Regions from separate parts of the Mus musculus genome. Here region 1 is linked to region 2. Evidence: chromatin contacts called from public promoter capture Hi-C data. All regions are on one chromosome and are shown on one strand. Each heading gives the region's core, a stretch centred on a gene start, on an enhancer-like site or on the middle of the called end of the contact. The rest is flanking DNA. Distances are from core to core; before and after follow the strand shown. Region 1 holds the start of Chd9 (chromodomain helicase DNA binding protein 9). Region 2 has its middle 22 kb from the start of Mir8110.

Region 1 (3,483 bases), core at 198-2,697, 1.8 Mb after region 2:
AAGAAGAAGAAGAAGAAGAAGAAGAAGAAGAAGAAGAAGAAGAAGAAGAAGAAGAAGAAGAAGAAGAAGAAGAAGAAGAAGAAGAAGAAGAAGAAGAAATAAAGGTTGCATGAGTGCATTAAATAATCCAGCATTTAAAAATAATCCACTAAAAATTATATACTTGCATACTGTGTGTGTGGCAAGTGCCTATACCTGCTGAGACATTTCCCAGGCTAGCCTGGAGTTTACTATGTAAACCAGACGCTGCTTCTGACTCCCGAGTACAACCAATCACCACTCCGGCAATTTTTTGTTTTTTCTAAATCCACTATTTTTTTTAAGGGATTCATTATACTTTTTTTAAAAAAGATTTATTTATTTATTATATGTAAGTACACTAGCTGTCTTCAGACACACCAGAAGAGGGAGTCAGATCTCGTTAGGGATGGTTGTGATCCACCATGTGGTTGCTGGGATTTGAACTCAGGACCTTCGGAAGAGCAGTCGGGTGCTCTTACCTGCTGAGCCATCTCACCAGCCCTAAATCCACTATTTTTGTAACACTGTCCACTATGTCTTAGTTAGAAGAAAATACTGAAACCTGCTGGAAAGGACCGGCCTGAAGATCCCCTCAGCTCTACAATGCGTGGTAATAGGACTTCCGTGGACAGTGGACTTCATTTAGCGTCATCTGATCTTAATTATCAGCTAATTAGTTCTCAGCCTGGAGCAGTTCTCCCTCCAACCAGGGAGACATTTGGAAACCCAAAGGGGTGTTTTTGGCGTCACAGTGATGAAGGAGGTTGTTGCTGGAATGTGAGGCTAAGGAGTCAGGGATGCCAGGCGACCCGCCAAAGACATGCTAATGAGCCTCCGGAAGAAACACCACCTGGGTGGCCAAATCCCAAGGGTTCTAATTGTGTCTCCGGGACTCCACCCCCGTACTGGTACAGACAGGGTTGTTACAGACAGGTCAGCAGAAGGTAATGGAGGCATCAGAAAACCAGGGAAAGGGTGGGAGGTGACGTGAAGGACTGCTGATAGGGATAGGCATCCCTGGGCTTGAAATAAACCCAGTCCGTGGCATCCTCGGATGCTCCCAGGGTGTTTAAAGGAGAAGCCACGCCAGACTAGGGCGTACTGAAAGCTGACGGTGGAAAGGAAAGATCCATGAGCCCTGCCAGGAAAATCCCAGGGTGGATCCCAGGTCAGAGGCCCAGACCTGACAGCTCCTCCACGCCTCCAAGAAAAAGTACAACAAATTCCGTTCCCCACGCTCCCCAAGGGGTGAAGGTGGTGCAGCCCAGGCCAAATCTGCGCCCCCCCCCCGGGCTCCGCGGTGTTGGAAGCCACCAGCGTGGGAAGGCCCAGCTGCATTTCCGCCCTGCACTGCGCTCGCACCTCCCAGCCCCTGCCCGCGCTACCATCTTACGGCCACTAGGTGGTGCCTGCGCTCTAGTGGCGCCTGTCTGGCGCCGGCGAGGGAGACAGATGGAACCAGAGTCCTAGGGTTCCGGGGACTGGAGGACAGCGCCGGCAGCTAAGGTAAGGATTCCTCGGGCGTGTCCCTAGAATGTCTGAGGCTGGGGTGGGTTGGCCGCCGCGCAACCTCGTTTGTGGTTTGCATTGATGACCAACGAGGACAGAGCGGCCACATGTGCTGTTGCCCCAAGAGGACCTGGAGCCCCGCTGTCCCAGAGCTGGGCCTAAGCTGAGCAGAACCCCAGGTCCCTGGCTCGCACTCAGACATCCTTCACGAGCCTGGGCCTCCGGAAGGCACGCCCAGCCCCCACACAGCAAGTCTTCAACACAGAAAGGTGGGACTGCTGTCCTAGGGTGCCTCCAGTTGAGCTGAGGGGAGAACAGGATCGCAGCACTTCTCAAACTTGGGCATGCATTGATTGTTGGTTAAGGGATAGTAAGGCATGCTGCTGTCTGGGTTCCATGCCTCCACCCCCACCCCGAGCCCCAGATGTAATTGGTTTGAGTTGGACGTGGGGAGCTTTTATTAAAAACTTCCCCCAGGGGATTCCAGCTTGCAGCCAGATTCAAGGGCTCTTTGACCAAAAGAGTTAGAGAAGACCCTATTACAAGCCCGGAAGGCTTCTCTTCCCTCCCCCTCCCTCTTGCCTTTTCAACCAGCAATTGCCTCTGCCTTTGGGCTGTCAAACTCAGTGTGACAAGCCAACACCCTACCCCAAAGGGTGGAACTCAGAAGTGCCAGAGAAAAGAGAGCCAATCAAATCATGTACAGTATGAAAGGGTTCCCCAAGTGGATAGGAGGAGAGAGGGGTTCTCCCCCACTCTAATCCCAGATGAGTGCAGGAGTGGATCCAGGCTGCACTCATCCTTCTGATCAATGGAGCCAAGCACACCCGGGGGCGGGGGGGGGGGGTGGACGACGACTTTGTAACTAGTAAAAAATGGCCCCGTGAATCTTATGTAACAGCCAAGTGTTAGCAGCAGGAGCCTGGACTCTCCAGAGCCAGCCCTCCCTTATTTGTGTCTTTAAATAAACTCACTCAATCACCCTCACTTTCAGTTTCCACATCTATGGAATGGGTACAGAGGTATAAAACTCTCAAGAGTTGCTATGGGAACGATTAAGACTGAAAGCCTGTGTTTACAGATAGTAGTTCTGTGCCAGGCACAGTTCATCCTGTGCACCATCACAACTCTTATCATAATCCACAGAGTAGCAGGTACTGTAGACAGAAGTAACCCATCTGGGAGCTAAGATACCCCACTTTGATGTCCCAAAAGCTGGGACTTAGGAACCAAAGGGCTTGCTGGAAGTTATCAACATGATCAGAGGCAGACTAGGAGCTAGGAATGTGGCTTTGTTGCTAGAGTGCTTGCTAAGTATACATGAGACCCTAGGTTCTCTCTCTCTCTCTCTCTCTCTCTCTCTCTCTGTCACACACACACACACACACACACACACACACACCACACATACACACACACACACACACACACACACACACACCAAGCAGATACCTAGTCCAGGGGTGAACCCATGGTCACGAGCATGACCCTTCCACTGAACTTCTTCAATCCATCAATGGAAATATAATCGTTATCCAGCACGTACTGTGTGCCAGGTAGGCTTCCTGACACAAACCATAAAATGTGGGCAAGACAGAGAGGGGTAAATCAGCCCTCTATGAACTCATACACAACAATGAAAACAGCTAGGAGTTCACGAGATCTACATTATATTTAACAAACTCAAAGACTTGCTAAATTGGATTGTGTCTCCCCAAATCAATACCCCTGGTACTTTGACAGTCATATTTGAACCTTTCAGAACATCAAAAATATTGTCGCCTGAGTTCAGTGTGTTAGTGCACACCTTTAATCCCAGCACTCAGAAGGCAGAAGCAGATGGTTCTCTAAGTTCGAGTCCAGTCTGGTCTACAATTTGAGTTCCAGAACAGCCAGGGCTACCCAGAGAAACCCTGTCTTGAAAAAAACAAAAACAAACAAAGAAAAGAAAAA
Region 2 (3,867 bases), core at 1,350-3,849:
CTTCAATCATCTATAGTTCTGGATTCTCTCTCCCCACCCAAATACTCCTCCATTAAAACCCTCCTCCTCCCTCTGTCCCTCTCTTTATTTCCTTTCTCCTTCACCGCCTCCCTGCCCTCCTCTGCTGTGGCCAGACTCCATATCCTGTGGGTGCAGGACAAGCCCTCTTTCTTTGAATGGCATTCTCACCCTGCTCCCGTGCTTCCTACTTACACTGATATAGCATGAGGTCCCCACAGAAGCCAAGAAGGTACCAGTCCCATGCTTTTAAGCTTCTATGGAGGTAAACACAAACCTCTATTTTCTAAACAACACCCTTTCTCAGGGGTTCTGGGAGAGCAACAGCAGTGTGGCTCTCTCAGATCCTCCTCCGGGCATGCTTCTTCAATTTGAGAGCTTCAGGTTAGCCATTTGTTTATTCCGTTGCTGATGAAACTGGGTGTTCAAACGAACCTGCAGAAAGCAAACTCAGGCACATGAGAGCATGTTTCTCTGCTATGAATGTAATAATTCAAAATATTAGTAGGTCAAAAGATGGATCCATCCCTCTGAGCTACAAGCCTTGTTTAGAAATTGCTGTGTGACCTTGAGTGAGAGTCTTTCCCTCTCTGGGCTTTAGCTTCCTTATCAGTCAGAAGAATGGCAAGCCATCTTGCTTAGGGCCATCCATTTGTGATGAATCTGTAAAATGCATAAGTCAATCGTACCTAGTGGTGACTGGAAACTACCCTCGTCCTGAGGCTCACCTCTCCAGGCCTACAGCAGCGGGTGTTTCCAGATGTGCTAACCAGAGTCCGCAAGCTGCCCAAATCATCTGGTACACCATCTCCCACTAGATCCGCCTCGGGATGCCTTGCTACAGTGTCCACCTTACATAGTTACTCACCGAGCCCTCCCGACAAAGCGCATTTTCTGGTTTAAATCATATGGTGCTAGCTTCCTACACCAAGTGAGGGAAGGCTGGGGAGTGATCTTTGGAGCCCAGGAAATCTTTCTGTTTCTCCCACAGTTGGAAAGGCTCATAGGAGCTGAACAAGGGAGGTCTCTGTGTGTCACACAACTCAGGCCCTCTGCCCACGAATAGAAAATGGCTGGTAGGTGCTGTGGCCCAAGAGCGAACTGCACCTCTTCTCTTTGGTCTTCGCAGTTTGAGAAGTTATAATTGTCATTTGAAGGCACTCAAGAGAGCTGTGGGGAGGGGACAGCCATGGTGAAGGCTGGGAGCAGGCTTCTGCCTGAACACAGTCCAGAGGGCCTCCGGGCTCCCTGTGGTGAGTTTCCCTGGAGTCTGTATCAGGGACTGGTGATCTCCAACAAGTACTTGAGGCCCTGTCATCTGGAGACTCCTCTCAGTCCTGGGTTCCCAGGGGACTTCTGCTGTGACTCAGAAGTTACCAGTCTGTGTTTACTTTCCTCAGTAAACAATGAGGGAATCCACTGTCCTTCAGGAAGTCTGGGGGCCAGCAGGAATCGGAGCTTTATCCATCCTTGTTCTGGCTCCACAGGAAGCTGCCTTGAGCCAGGACAAGGTTAAAGCCAGCCACCTAAATGTCCTCTTAACCCCAGGGACTCCATCTTCACCTGGGTGACAGGATTCAGTTTGGTTCTAGCCTTAGACATGTGCTCTGTAACACAGTCCAGAACTCAGATGTGGGTACAACTTGACTTGCAAAGTGAGAGGCCAGGACTTGCTGTGTGGCAGAGGAGGCTGCTGCTCTTTAACCACAGCACAAGCCGTTTGCTGCCTAGCCAGAACAGCCTCCTTCCCAGGCGCACCTGCTCAAAGCTTTCTGACTTTCTGTGACCGAGGAGAATGAAGTTGGAGAACCCACTGTACAGATGGGATTGTTGAGGCCAGAGAATTGAACGACAAGGGAAAGACAGGACTATGGACTCTATACTTCTGGAAGTTTGGGAACCAGGAAGTTGGCCTCATGCATTTGCAATGCACAGACACTGAAGTGCTTCCGATGAGCCAGATGTCCAGGAGTCTCTTCAGGACAACACCATGGTCCACACCATCGCTCAGGACCTCAAAAGAAGACACACCTGGATGTTGATACATTTAGCACACGGGCATCGACAAATGTACTTTTAAAAAGTCTTCCCTAGGGGCTCTATGAGAGATGGCTCTATGGTTAAAAGCACAGGCTGCTCTTCTAGAGGACCCCGGGTCAGTTCCCAGCACCCACATAACAGCTCACAACTGTCTGTAACTCCAATTCCAGGGGTCCGGACACACAGACATACAGGCAAAACACCAATGCATATAAAATAAAAAATAAATCATTTTAAAAGTCTTTCCTTTGACCCAGCATTTTTTTTTTCTGGTAGTGTTTTTTTGCTTTGTTAAAATTCCTTGCCCATTCACTTATGCCTAATCTAAGGCTAGCCCAAATCATCCCAAAGGGAAGTGGCTATGGCTTACCACCTGTCAGTCTAACCTAACAAGAAGGTACTTTGTAGATTAGTCTGGACCTGAGCTTTGTCCTTGCCTTCAAATGGGGAATGTCAATGTCTCCTTTTTTCCTGTCAGCAGTGACTGGGGCTTCCTTCCCTGCCTGAGCCACCTTGGTGGTATGTGTCCCCTCCTGTAAACAGCTGGGCCCTCCTTGGCAGCTGCTGCCGCCGATTAGTAAATTACAAGGTCAAGATTAAGAAAGGAATGGCTAAAGAATAAAACCTTTAGTCAGGCAACTTGAAGTCAGGCTGGTACAATGAACACCTGTTGAGAAAGCCCATTATTAGGAACTGGGGCTCGGAGCGGAAAGAGCACTGTGAATTAATTTTGAACGCCTCGCAGAATTTTGCATAACAAATGATCTCCGATGGGGGTGTCCAGGGACTTGAGCTTGGGGGAGGGGGAGGACAGATTTCATTTCTAGCAAGGTAACATAAGCCTGGCTAGGACATTAAAATCTACCATTGACGGCCCTTGTCTGTATCCCTCTGTTTGGAGCAGATTGTGCGTGCTAAGGTTACCGTGTATTATGCTTCTGGGGAAAAAAGAGTAACAATTGATATCAAAATCTTTTCAAAGAAGTTGAGAAAGCATGAGGTCAGAGACTCGTGACTCCCAGATTGTTAAATCATTTATTTATGTCTGTGTCTGTGTAAATGGAGATTGGGGGATATGTTTTGTGTTTTAAGCAGCCTGTGTTTTATTTTTCAGACACACACTACCTTTTTTGTAAGACAGGAAGAGTGTAATAGATTTGTTAAAAATGGATTCGCTTGCTGTTAGATGACCTTTGTACTTTGTAATGTCATCAGGACTGAGAACTAAAAGTTAGGCATTACTAGTGCTGAGGTGCTGGGGAGTTGACTGTGGGGGTGGGGTGCTGGAGGCACTGACTATTAAGCAGTTTCTTTCTTTCCTGAAAAGAAAGAGACTTCAACTAAAAGACATGGCATCCCTACCTGTCTGCCAAGCCCCCCCCTCCCCCCCGATTAAATCTAAAAGCAGGCATCCCATCTGCTTGCCCAAATGAAGAGTGTAATATTCTACTAACTACTTTCTATTATCGCTCAACTTAAAGGTTTCTTGGGAAAATGATCCTCAATTCATTTGAAGTTTGTCTGCCACACAAAAGGAAGCTCCGGAAAGCTCAGTGCTGTGCAGTGAAGACACAGCACACCAGCTGACTCTGAGCTGTGTTCTCAACACCTGACAGTTAATATCACAGGAATGTTCATAGCGGTAGACTCCCATTTTTTCGTGAGTCAGAAAACCTAGAAATATCCCAAGGAGAAGGGACAACTAAGAACATAAGCAAAATTAAATTAAAACTACTGTGAATTTCCATCTCACCTCAGCCTAAATGGCTACCATTATTTAAAAAAAAATAGCAAATGCTTTTGAGGGAA

What was found. Promoter capture Hi-C pulls out the DNA fragments that hold promoters and counts their contacts.
Region 1: a contact with region 2 is called in a promoter capture Hi-C map of embryonic stem cells, with 5 times the contacts expected there. The contact joins the promoter of Chd9 here to the enhancer-like site in region 2. A contact is called at or near these places in 1 of 39 promoter capture datasets (embryonic stem cells), 1 of 484 Hi-C or Micro-C datasets (embryonic stem cells), 6 of 115 datasets of contacts at active chromatin or transcription factors (astrocytes, embryonic stem cells and epiblast stem cells) and 1 of 9 other capture datasets (embryonic stem cells).

The regions. Positions count from the first base shown.
Region 1 is chr8:90,827,388-90,830,870 of GRCm38.p6, forward strand. Chd9 (chromodomain helicase DNA binding protein 9) reads left to right here and starts at 1,448. Exons shown (of 40, transcript NM_177224.2): 1 at 1,448-1,527.
Region 2 is chr8:89,000,937-89,004,803 of GRCm38.p6, forward strand. No RefSeq gene overlaps it. Among named protein-coding and RNA genes, the nearest start is that of Mir8110, 22 kb to the right of the region's middle. RefSeq lists a cis regulatory region at 1-3,867. Within about 2 kb of position 2,600, at least 29 of the 459 cell types and tissues checked have an H3K27ac peak or open chromatin away from gene starts, as enhancers often do. A contact at or near this core is called in embryonic stem cells and epiblast stem cells, where this site is marked.